2 separate regions of the Arachis hypogaea genome follow, and region 2 is linked to region 1. Evidence: chromatin contacts called from public Hi-C data. All regions are on one chromosome and are shown on one strand. The core of a region is the stretch at or near the end of the contact, and the rest is flanking DNA. Distances in the headings are between cores, read along the strand shown. Region 1 holds the start of LOC112696668 (serine/threonine-protein kinase KIPK2). Region 2 holds the start of LOC112696670 (large ribosomal subunit protein P2B).

Evidence for each region. A called contact is a pair of places that touch in the nucleus more often than the background predicts.
Region 2: a contact with region 1 is called in a Hi-C map of leaf, with 5 times the contacts expected there. The contact joins the promoter of LOC112696670 here to the promoter of LOC112696668 in region 1. A contact is called at or near these places in 4 of 8 Hi-C or Micro-C datasets (leaf and an unstated tissue).

The regions. Positions count from the first base shown.
Region 1 is chr6:67,989,790-67,995,556 of arahy.Tifrunner.gnm2.J5K5, forward strand. LOC112696668 (serine/threonine-protein kinase KIPK2) reads right to left here and starts at 1,582. Exons shown (of 3, transcript XM_025749493.3): 1 at 1,298-1,582; 2 at 1-789. The coding sequence starts at 554.
Region 2 is chr6:68,302,550-68,308,318 of arahy.Tifrunner.gnm2.J5K5, forward strand. LOC112696670 (large ribosomal subunit protein P2B) reads right to left here and starts at 1,640. Exons shown (of 3, transcript XM_025749496.3): 1 at 1,420-1,640; 2 at 1,069-1,295; 3 at 798-990. The coding sequence starts at 1,507. The coding sequence ends at 964.

The sequences.
Region 1 (5,767 bases), core at 332-2,831:
ATCGAAACTGACTTACTTTCTTCTGGCACTAGGGATATTTCAATTCCATTCTCTTTATTTTCAACCAAAGGAGGGCCAGATAGACTGGTTTCAGCTACAACTGAATTGTACAATGTTTGTATCTTCCCAACCTCTGATATTCTTGGAGAAGCTGTTGCTTTTGATAATCGTTTCATAGCAGCCATTTCTGATGCCTTAGAAATACAAAGGTCTCTTAAAGCCTGCTTCAAATTCACAGGTTCAGATGTCCCAACTCGCGGGGACCGAGAAACACCCACTGTGATGGGCTTTTTCAATGCACTTTTCATCTTAGGGCTTGTACCATCTTGAAAACGGCCCAAGTCTCTTGATGAAGATTTAAGAGTAATTGATTCAAATAACTTATTAATATCGTCGTCCAGATTGTCCTTGTAGCCCAGTTTCAGCACCCGAGGCTTCTGATTTTTCTCAGCCATGCTACACGCATTATTGGACTGATTACTTGCTGTAGTTTTCCCTGTATTTAGCTCGTCTGTTGCTTCAACTATTTCAGAAGTGCCAGAGAATGAACCCATTGCAAGAGAAATTGTTCTACCAGTTCAGCTTCTCATGGTAAAAGTAACAAAAAACAGTTTGACTCACAATGCTCGAGTGACTAATTCATTTCACCTGTATGGCTGTATCAGTCACCAATGAATCACAACTCAAGGAAGGCCAATAAGGGTACGCAAATCCAACACTTCTTCCTCCAAAACAGATACAAAAATTCAGGATTGTATCCACTGCTTTTACCAGATATGTTTCAAACCCCTGCTATAATGGCGAATAGTTGAAAGCATCATCAAAGCAAACGAAAACGTAAAATATGTATTCATTCAACTCATTCATATTTAGTAGGACATTGTCAAATTAAGCAAATAAATGGCAGTTCCCTGAATTTACAACCAATTCGCTTCCCCAAAATAGGCCACAGCAAGACCGAGGCAAAAAAGAATTCAAAATAAATAAATGATGAAAATGAAACTAAAATACACACACAGGGAGAGAATTATAAATCCAATATAACTAGGATGTACAATCCAACGGAATTAATTTCATTTTAATATTTCAGACACTAGAATCCAAGACTGTAATTTGTAGAAGACACAAACCCCAAAATAGTAAGTTCAAAAATCTAGTTCACAGATTCAAAGCACAAAACACCACTGTTGTCAGATTGAGAGGGTAACGATAAGAAATATATACAAATAAGCTGAACATATTAGCATTGAAATAAAGCATAACAAAAGAGAGTGGGATCGGAAAACAGAAGCGCTACCAGCATGTGGAAGAAAAGGCCAAAGAGAGATATTAACAAATTGAAGCTGAAGAAGATTCAAAACTCGAACAGTTGGAATTTGGAGAAGATGAAAAAACCCTAACTAGGCACGCATTGAGGAGATGATGGAGAAAATCTGAGCGAGATAGAGAGAGAAAGGAGGAAAGGAAGAGAGAGAGCGAAACGCCCAACGTTTGGAATGTGTTCAGCAGTGTCGCTGCCACTACGCACTACTGATTCTTTTGTACAGACACTGCCCCCACCGTATGTCAAGAAAAATACAGTATCCAGTATAAATTCAAAAGTTGTCATTATAAATTTATAATAATAATTTAGTTGTATTGAATATAAAAATAGTATTAGTAAATTCATTCAACTTAACTAGCTAAAACTTTTCTAGTAATACGAGTTTAAGGGATTTGAATATTATATAAAATACAAAAGAAAAACTTAGTTGTATTCGTATAAAATTAATAATTAAAAATTATTAGATAATAATTTAATTAAATTTATAAAATTATTTTTTAGTTATTAATTTCACATGAATACAAATTGTATATGAGTTTTCGTTAACTTTAAATCTACCTAAAATATTATTTTTGAATGAGAATATATATTGTATGTGACAATTTTTTTTTCTTATTTTACATTAACAGAAAGTTGTGGAAGTAGATGCAAAATTTTGCTCTACTTTACCAAGATTTTTTTGGGTGCTCTGTTAGAGTTTTATAGGAAAAATCATAATTTCCAACTTTGCTTACTTTCTTGGTTCATATTGTTCCAATTTATATGGCAATCCCGTCTGTTTCACAAACTCATAACCATGATCCTGGTGATAATGTGATAATGATGATGATCACATTGTTTAACTCAGTAATGAAGATATTCAAGAAGTGTTACATAAGTGTTCAAAAAATTTGGTCAGTAGACTATTATTAGATAAAAAGTTTAGCGGTGGAACCTTAGAGGCTGCACTCTACACTATATGGTGATAACTAGAAGAATTTAAAATCCTAATATGGGGGTAATATGCTCTAATTATTTTTCGACAATGAAATAGATCTATTGAGGGTAGAAAAGGGGGCTCTCTGGACCTTCAAAAATTACACTTTCAATCTATGTAGGTGGTATGAAGACATTCAAATTACTGAAAGTGAATTTTCTCGTGTCCTTATATAAGTACAGTTTTGGAATCTCCCGGAGCATTGTAAGACAAAGGATTTGGGCAGAAAAATGGGAGAATCTTTTAGGTGCTGTTTTGGAGGTTGAATTTTTCACAATGATAAAAAAGGAGGAAATGGTGTTGAAGGTTTTAGTGGAGTTAGATGTGACAAAGCCGCTGAGGAGAATGATAAAGATAGCAAGAAGTTATAGAAAAGTGATAGAGATAAAATTAAAGTATGAAAAAATTGGGAATTTCCGTCACTATTGTGGTTTTCTAGGGCATGAGAATCGCTGCTGCAACAAATTCTTAGGTGATACAGCGCATGTGTTTTCAGAAGACGTTTTGTGTAAATTTGAAGGGTTTGGCTGGGGGTTTGGTTGTACTGTGAAAAGAAGATAATGTAGTCCAGATTATTCAGCATAAAAATTTCTTCATTCAATTTGAATTGGCTGATTCAAAACTCCAAATTAAGTGAAAAGTTTAGGCAGTCCACCTTCACACCGATGAGAATAGAAGAAATGAGCAATTTGGTAAGCTGACCCAGCTATTTCAACAAGGAAGAGAATACCAAATAGCCGTTGGAGATTTTAATGCAATAATGGCATAGCACAAAAATGAGGATAGGAGACCAAAATCATTCACCTCTATCTAAAATATCAATGAGTTTGCTAATGAAGGAAACTTATTGTGTTTAGGATACAAAGGTAAGAAATACACATGGAGCAATATACAATTTGGTGGAATGCTAATAAGAGAAAGACTAGATAGGGTATAACAGTCCTACCACGCAGAGCTTTACACTTAAGTCGTAAAATAGAGGTGGTGAGATATTATGACTTCTAAAAAATATATATATAAATACGTAGATATAGTTGAAAGAATTCATAGTTAGGAGCCTTGAAGAAAAGTTGAAGCAAAATCGTAAAAAAAAAGCGCAACACACTCAAAAATGTAAAACCGGGTAAACAGAAAGGATAAACCAAAAATACACAGAGTAGAGTACCAAAAATACAGAATATCAAACTCCAGACTCGACCTCCGAAGCCAAGACTGGCCAGAGTATAATTACATACATACATGCATATAATCATATCCTAGAGTATCACAAAAGACATAAAATAAGCCCATAGTTCTCCAAAAAGTCTCTAGGAGGATTAAACATAAAGTACAAGTGAAGAAGAGTCTATATACATATATATACATAGTAATATGACAACATATAACATCCCCACTTCACTTGCCATAGGAACCTCCAGATGCTCACCGAGATGCATCTTGACCTGCATCTGAAAACAACAACACATGTATGGAATGAGAACCGGAGGTTCTCAACATGGTAAAGATGCCAACGTACATAAGATATAAGGTCTTGGAAAAGCCAGAAGTGATCCTAGAACTCGGACACTCAGATTTAAAACATAGAGTTATAAATTAAACCAGAAATAAGGTAAACTAACTAAGGTACTTAGGTTCTAATCCAATTATAACTTAAAACCTCAATTTTCATTCTCCTCCAACCCTCCAAAACTCTGGTGGAACAACCCTTGTCACTCTTCCGCCAAACAATGGATCTCTCAGTTGCATAGACATACAATACAGACAAAGAAAAATACAGATAGAATGTAATTACAACAGGTAGAACATATAGCAAATAAGCATAGATAATCAACTAAGCAAACCAAAGTAATGCACACTCAAACAAAACAAACAAATACATATGATGTATGCCTGCCCTACTGGCCGTGAGCTCACGTGTCGATTACTTTGCCAGAACCCGACACACCCGGTGGCAAACCCAGCTATCGTCTCTCTAACATGCCTCCACACTCTTGGGATATAATGCCCATTACACTCTTGGAATATAGTGCCCGCCACATTCATGTGATATAGTGTCTGTTGCATTTTTCGGGATAAAGTATTTCCACACTCTTGGGGTTTAGCGCCCGCCACGCTCATGAGATATAGTGCTCGCCACACTCATGGGATATAGTGCCCGACACACTTTTCAAAATAAAGTGCTCCCACACTCTTGGGGTATAGCGCCCGCCACGCTCTTGGGATATAGTGCTCGTCACACTTATGGGATATAGTGCCCAACATACTTTACAACAAAGAGAAAAAAGATGCAACATAGTGGAACAGATTATACACAATCAATATGCCCATCTCTAACATACTCAATAATTCAACGCCAGTCAATCATCATCAGTCCTTAATGTCATTATCATCATCAATCCATCTCTCACTCAATTGCAATTCATCATTATTATCATAACTGTTAATCACTTCTTATTTAACATCACCAACCCTTCGTTAATTCAATTAACACTTCACAAAACCCTTCCAAATGTCTCCTCCATTTATTTAATAGACTCACCCTCATTCTAAGGCTTAAAGGCTCACTAACGGACCTTAAACAAGTGTAAAGGAGGTTCGGAAGCTAGAGAATTGGTTTAGTATGCAAAAATCCCACTTTTAGCCAAAATAGGGGTCTCGCGTACGCTAGCGTTCGATTTAACATGTCCGCATACGTGAGCCAATTTCCGCGTACTCGAGATATCAAGGCAGTGAATGAATCTCGCGTCGTGTGTGCATGATAGCGTATGCAACCCCTCCTTTTTCTCAAAAAGCTACTAAGTTGCAGAATTTCCAAATTTGACACCAAACTTTAAACGAGCATAACTCTTTCGTTTTAAATGATTTTTCATCCGTTCTTCAAACAGTATAAACTTCACGAACCCAATTTTCATTTGAAATAAGTTTGACAAAATTTTGGGGTCTGTAAGTCGAGTTATGGCATGCCAAAGTTGGTTAAAAATCATGTTTTACCAAAAACCCCAAAACCTCTTTTCTTTCCAAATTCTGAATTTCAAATCAAAGTTTTATAATCAAAACAACACCAAAACTCCCCAAACATACACATATACCTTCCAACCACCTCGCCTCACACCAATACCCAATTTTCTTTCTTCAATCAATCAACAACTCCATATATACATTCAACAATTTCCTGACCCAATTAAACAACCAACTACATTTCATACACATCAATGTATCATCAAGCTACACATTTTCATAATAAACTCAATGTATTCCACCCAAGTTATTAAACATTAACAAGTTCATATAATCCAACTTATCCTATGGTCAACTAGCCTAAGTTTTCATGATATATTTGTAAGACCTCAGATTTTAGAAATTTAATAATTAATTATTTATGATTTATTTTATTTATTCAAGGATATATTTTTTAGAGACTTCTATATTAATTGAATTTTTACTTATTATTAATTTAAAATTTTAGT
Region 2 (5,769 bases), core at 390-2,889, 310 kb after region 1:
AGAAATATTATATTTTTATGTTTGGTTCAAAGTTTGAAAAACTATTTTTAAATAAATTTGATTTCAAAATATCAAAATACTATCATTTCAATTCTCACTTTCTCTTTGAATATATGGAATCTGAATAACAAAACCACACATACTAAGAAGAATGAGGAGATTTCCACTTCACATGAAGGCTTCTTTCACCTGCTAACGTACTTTCTCACTTCTCTTTAGCCAATACCACTCTTTAGCCAATACCAATAGTGCAGCAGGACGCAGAGAAAATGTCTATCCAGTAATCCAGCATTTCAATTTCTAATTGTGACTATTTCGGATTATCATTTTGCTCTTGCATTACCTTGGCAAAGTTCTGATTGGTCTATAAATTACAATCCAATGCGGCCACGACATTTGGCAATGAGCTTTTTAATAAAATCTCTAAAATCATGTTCCTATATATCCTACTTTTAAAAGGCCTAAAATCTTAAAAATACAAAGCTTCCGTTTCTTAATATCCTGATCTAAACATATGCTCGACTTACAAAACCAAATCCTCCTGTAGTCGTGACGGTTAGCATTTTGTGGAATGGAATTAAATTTTGGAAGAAGCTTAAGCAGGGATTTCATTGGGTATTATCAGAAATCTATCAGCACATGATTTTACCAACTATCAAGTAATCTTTCAACATTAACACAAAAAAGATAATCTCGATTGTTAATTCAAACTAATAGCCTGTTAATTCTTGCCTATTCTAAAAACAAACTGAATTAAAGAGATGCCCATAGGCTAAAAATGAAGAAAGGCAAACCAAGAAATAAACTCATTCTGTGATTTCCAAATTGAAGTTCCATAACATCAATAAAGTCGATAAAAATATCAAACCAAATTCTTCCAACATATATCACAACAATTAACTAAAACTAAGATGCTCTAGATTGGCAATCTTTCCCGGGAATAAAAGTTGAAGAACCAACCACTTAGTCAAAGAGACTGAATCCCATATCCTGTAACACAAACAAAACAATCAGATTACAATAATAATAATAGTAATAGTAATTGTAGTAGTAATAGCAGTGACTTACATCATCTGATTCTTCCTTCTCTTCAACCTTCTCCTCTTTCTTTGACTCGGAGGCTGAGGGAGCAGCAGCACCTCCGCTAGGAGCAGCGGCAACGGCCACAGCACCGCCACCACCGGCAGGCACCGAAGCAAGCTTTTCCCTACCGGCGGCAATGACCTCTGTTATGTCTTTGCCTTTCACTTCAGACAAAAGAAGCGTTATCCTTTCATCATCAGCTTCAGCTCCAACTGAACAATTTCAAAATAAAAATTTCACCTTCAAATCACCGATCAAAATATTCCACAAATCAACAAAAAAAAAATAAAGAAAATAATATGAAAAAAAGAATTGGATTAATGGAAAACACGCTACCGCAGCCGAGGATGTCCTTGATGTCGCCGGCGGAAGGGGAAGTGTTGCCGCCGAGAACAGCGAGGAGATAGGCGGCGATAACCTTCATCTTCGTTCCAGAACAATGTGTCGCGAGTTGCAGTGGGATCTGACTAGTGAATTGGCGAAAGTGTTCTTTTGTTTTTTGTTTTCTTTTTTTTTTTGCAGTACTGCAAATTCATAAATAGGGTTCCATTTCGGCACAATAGCTTCTAGGGTTTTAGTACCCGTGACCGACCCGTATCTTCGGCCCTATCGGATACACTGGGGGCCTCTCTTAAGCCCATTACGAAGTTTCTTGCCGGGAAAAAAAATACCAATAATGGTTCATTTAGTTTTTTTTTTGTGGTCAATGTCCAAAACAGTTTTTTGTGGTCGGAATTCGGAAGTAACTTGGTTATTGTTCAATTTAATTATTAACTTTATCCGTCCAAAAAAAAAATTATTAACTTTATAAAAAGGAATTTTAAGATAAATAAAATAAATATAATATCACTACATTTTTATCCATTTTTACTTATTTTGTTATCAATAAAAACGAGATGAAAATTTTTGTTATTGCAAATGAAATATATTCCAAAAAATGAAAGTATATCTCTTATTATCTCGTTAACACTTTCAAAGAGATACATGTAATATCATATTGAGCACTATGCAAAAAAGAAATTGACCCGGACAAAATTTGAGTTCTACATAAGTGATTTTATGTAATGTGGTTGCATATTAAGCCTCAAAGGCTCAAATGTTCTCTTTTTCTTTTAGAAATTCTATACTTTAATCTGCTGAATATGTTCGAATGATGTTCGATTATCATAAAAAAATTATGCTGCAACATTGTAATGGTGCTTTATGTTAGGGTTGGGAGCATCAAGGTGGGTGCTAATCTATCTAAATTTGATAAGTGGGGCAAAGATGAATATGATGATTCTACATCACGAGTAGCACAACCAATTCGATGATTTGCGCCAATGCTTGACATGGAGGACAAGGATTATCACGATAAGAAAAGCAATGATACTGAATATCATTGGATTTAGCGTCGACCTGTACTGACGGATTTAGCATCAGTTTTTTTGATAGAAAAGAAGAGAAATTCGTTGCCAAAAAAAAAAATTACCGTCGGCATAGATTTTTCGTTGTTAAAATCGACGGTAATTATTCGCACGAAAACGTAATTCACCCGCGCCAATTTTATCATCGGAGTTTTCGTCAGTATATTCCGCCAGTATCACAGTTTAGTGAAACACGCCATTTTGGTAATTTACCGGCAAATTAATCCGCCAGTAAATTCGACAGTAAAATTAGGGTAAAATTAATGCAGAATTCTTTCTCCCTCACTTTTGCGAACACTTTATCTCTCTTCTCTTTCTCTCTCCCTTCTCGTCTTCTCTCTCCCTTGCCGTTGAAGTTGTCATCATCACCACCACTTGGAGCACCCATTGTAATCGCCGCTACATATCGTCATTGATTCTGCTGCTGTTGTCCCTGCTGTTAAGAACGCCACAGTTGCTGTTCATGTTGTCATCATTGTCGCCTCTGTCACCACCACGTTAAAGAGACCTTGCAGCCGCTATTATCAGATTTATTGTTGGTATGGTTATTTTATTTTTTCAGATTATTTTGTGAGTTTAGCATTTTGTTAGGATTTTTGTTAAATCAATGATTAAATTTGTTTAATAAAGTGTGTGATTAGGAGTTGTTGTATTAATTTAATGTAAGTAAAAATTAAATAATCTTAGGGTAGGTTAAGTACGGTTAGATTAAGAGTGCTTGAGTTGTTGAAAAATTTTAGTTGAGTTTAGTGAATGAGTTTCTTTCAATTGCATTAAACTTATGTCGCTTATTTTTGTGATATATGTTGTTAGTTTGGTGAAATTAGAATTAAGTTTTACTTAATTGGAATAATAAGTTTTACTTATTCTTTCAAATTAGTTTTTGAATTAGTTTCAACTTGTGAATTTAATAAGTTGTTCTTTTTATTAGGATGATGTTATTTTCTCTGAGATCGGTTGGAGTTTGCTTTTTTGTTATCTGTGCAGTAATATTCTAGGTTGGTTTTCTATCTCTGAATATAATGAATTGTTTAAATTTTATGTTGGACTTACCTTTCCTAGGATAGAGTTTTAGGATGGAAGTGGGAGAAGGTCACGTAATAGTGCCTTCTCGAAACCAGCGTTTGCTTGAAAATTATGGAGTTATAAGGGGTTGGGCATTAGAATGGTTAGGATTTGATGTTTTATTGAATGGGTGTATGTTATAATACCGATTTATAAGCCACAAAATCTTAAGAACCCAAAAAGTAGAATGCAGATATATGCATGGTTTTGAAAATTGAACCTGACCGGTCGGTTCAACCGGATTAACTGGGAACCGGTCACCTAGCCGGTCCGGATAAGGTCAAAAATCGTCTGGCAAAAAACCGGTAAAAACCGGTCAAATCGGCGATTAACCGATGAACCGGAAGAACCGTCCGATTTTTTAGCGGTTTTTGGTTTGAAAGTTCAAATGCTAAACAGCGTCGTTTTGGCTCTTTAAAAAAAAAAGAAAGAAAATGCCTAAACGTAAACGAAGCCCTAAATCTTAATCAGTTTCCAGAAATCACCCAAGCTCCAGAAATCACCCAAGCAGTTCAGCACCCACAGCCATCAGCCCTCTTCGCAGTCGCATAGCCACCAGCCCACCACCACCAATCGAGCAGCCCACCGCCATCGCCACCGCATCCCGCAGTCAAAGCAGCGACGACGTTGACCACTGCAACCACCACCGCGTCCTGCTTCATCGTCGAGCTCGCCTCCTCTTTCGTCGTCGCCGAGCTCGCCTCCTCCTTGGTCATCGCCGAGCTCGCTTACTCGTTGGTCGTCGCCGACATCGCGTCCTCTTTTGTCGCCGTTACTCGCCCCCGGTAATACTCTGTTCTTGATTTATTTGCTGCCTTCTGATTTTGATTTATGAGCTCGCCTCTTTCTGATTTTTTGTGCTTGTTTTTATGATTTATTTGTTTGCGATTTTGATTTATTTGCTGCCTTCTGATTTTGATTTTCTGTGCTTGATTTTGTTTTTTTATTTGCTGAGATTATTTGTTCATGATGAATTTGTTTGCTACTTCATGATTTTGGTTTTTGATTTTCTGAGGTTATTTGTTCATGATGAATTGATTTTGGTTTTTGATTTGCTAAGGTTATTTGTTCATGATTTTCTGCACCCCCTCAACTCTCATAACAGCCACAGAGAGAAGCTGAATCTCTCTGCCCTGCATCGTTCCGCCGCTCGCGCCGCTCTCTGCGCCGCCATGAGCTCAGCCGGCCACCACCAACTCTGGGCGGCACTACTTCTGCTCTTCTTCCCCTTTTCATTTCCCAGTCTGTCTCTGCTACATTCCAGGTCCCCTGCCTCATCCCTGTTTCCTGCTTTGTTTCTTTACTTTATTTTATTAATTCTGTTGTTAATTTTAGTTAGATTGCTGATTAATTCTGTTTGTTAGGATAGATAGATATATATGATGTTAGGTAGCTAGGTTGTGGTTAGAGGATTCTAGGCCTGATAATTGCTCTGTTCTTGATTATCCAACATGGCTTAATACTGCTTGTTTGCTGAATAATTTTGGTGTGATCATTGTTGTGCTGTTTCTGTTTCATGTGACCTGATTCTACCTGCTGCCCTGCTGAAATGTACTTGTGAAATTAAGTTGATGCTGCCTCTGTACATGCAATCCATGCTTTTCTCATGTTAATTGCAATTTTTGGATTCATGTGCTTATATTTTGCTGCTACTTGCTGCCCAAAATTCTAGAAATTGCTCTATTTTTAAACTTGCTACTTAAGAGTTGAACGTGGCACTTTTCAAATTCTTAGTATCACTATATTTCTCTTCCTTAATGATCTATGAAGTTGTTTAGTTATAAACTTTGATGTTTGAAGTTGATTGTGAACCTCTAATATTAAGTTATGGATAATTTATTATGTGAAATTTTAAATTTTTTAAGTTAGAAATTATTGAATTTATATATTTAAAATTATTTTTAGGTTTTTTAATAATTTTATTTAATATTTAATTAAACCGATTGAACTCCGGTCAAACCAATAAACCATTGAACCAGTGATCTCACCAGTTTATTGACCGGTCCGATTCTTGCAACCTTGGTTATATGTCACGTACCACACTAAGTCTAGATCATTATGAATTATGAGAAATTAGCTTCAAGCTATATTTCTAATGATATAACTTTTCTAAGACTCAAACAAAATTAAAGTGGATTAAAGTTATTTCCCAATAATCGCTAATCACTAAGATGAAGAACGAAACCAATCCTTAAACAATAATAAAAGCATTAAT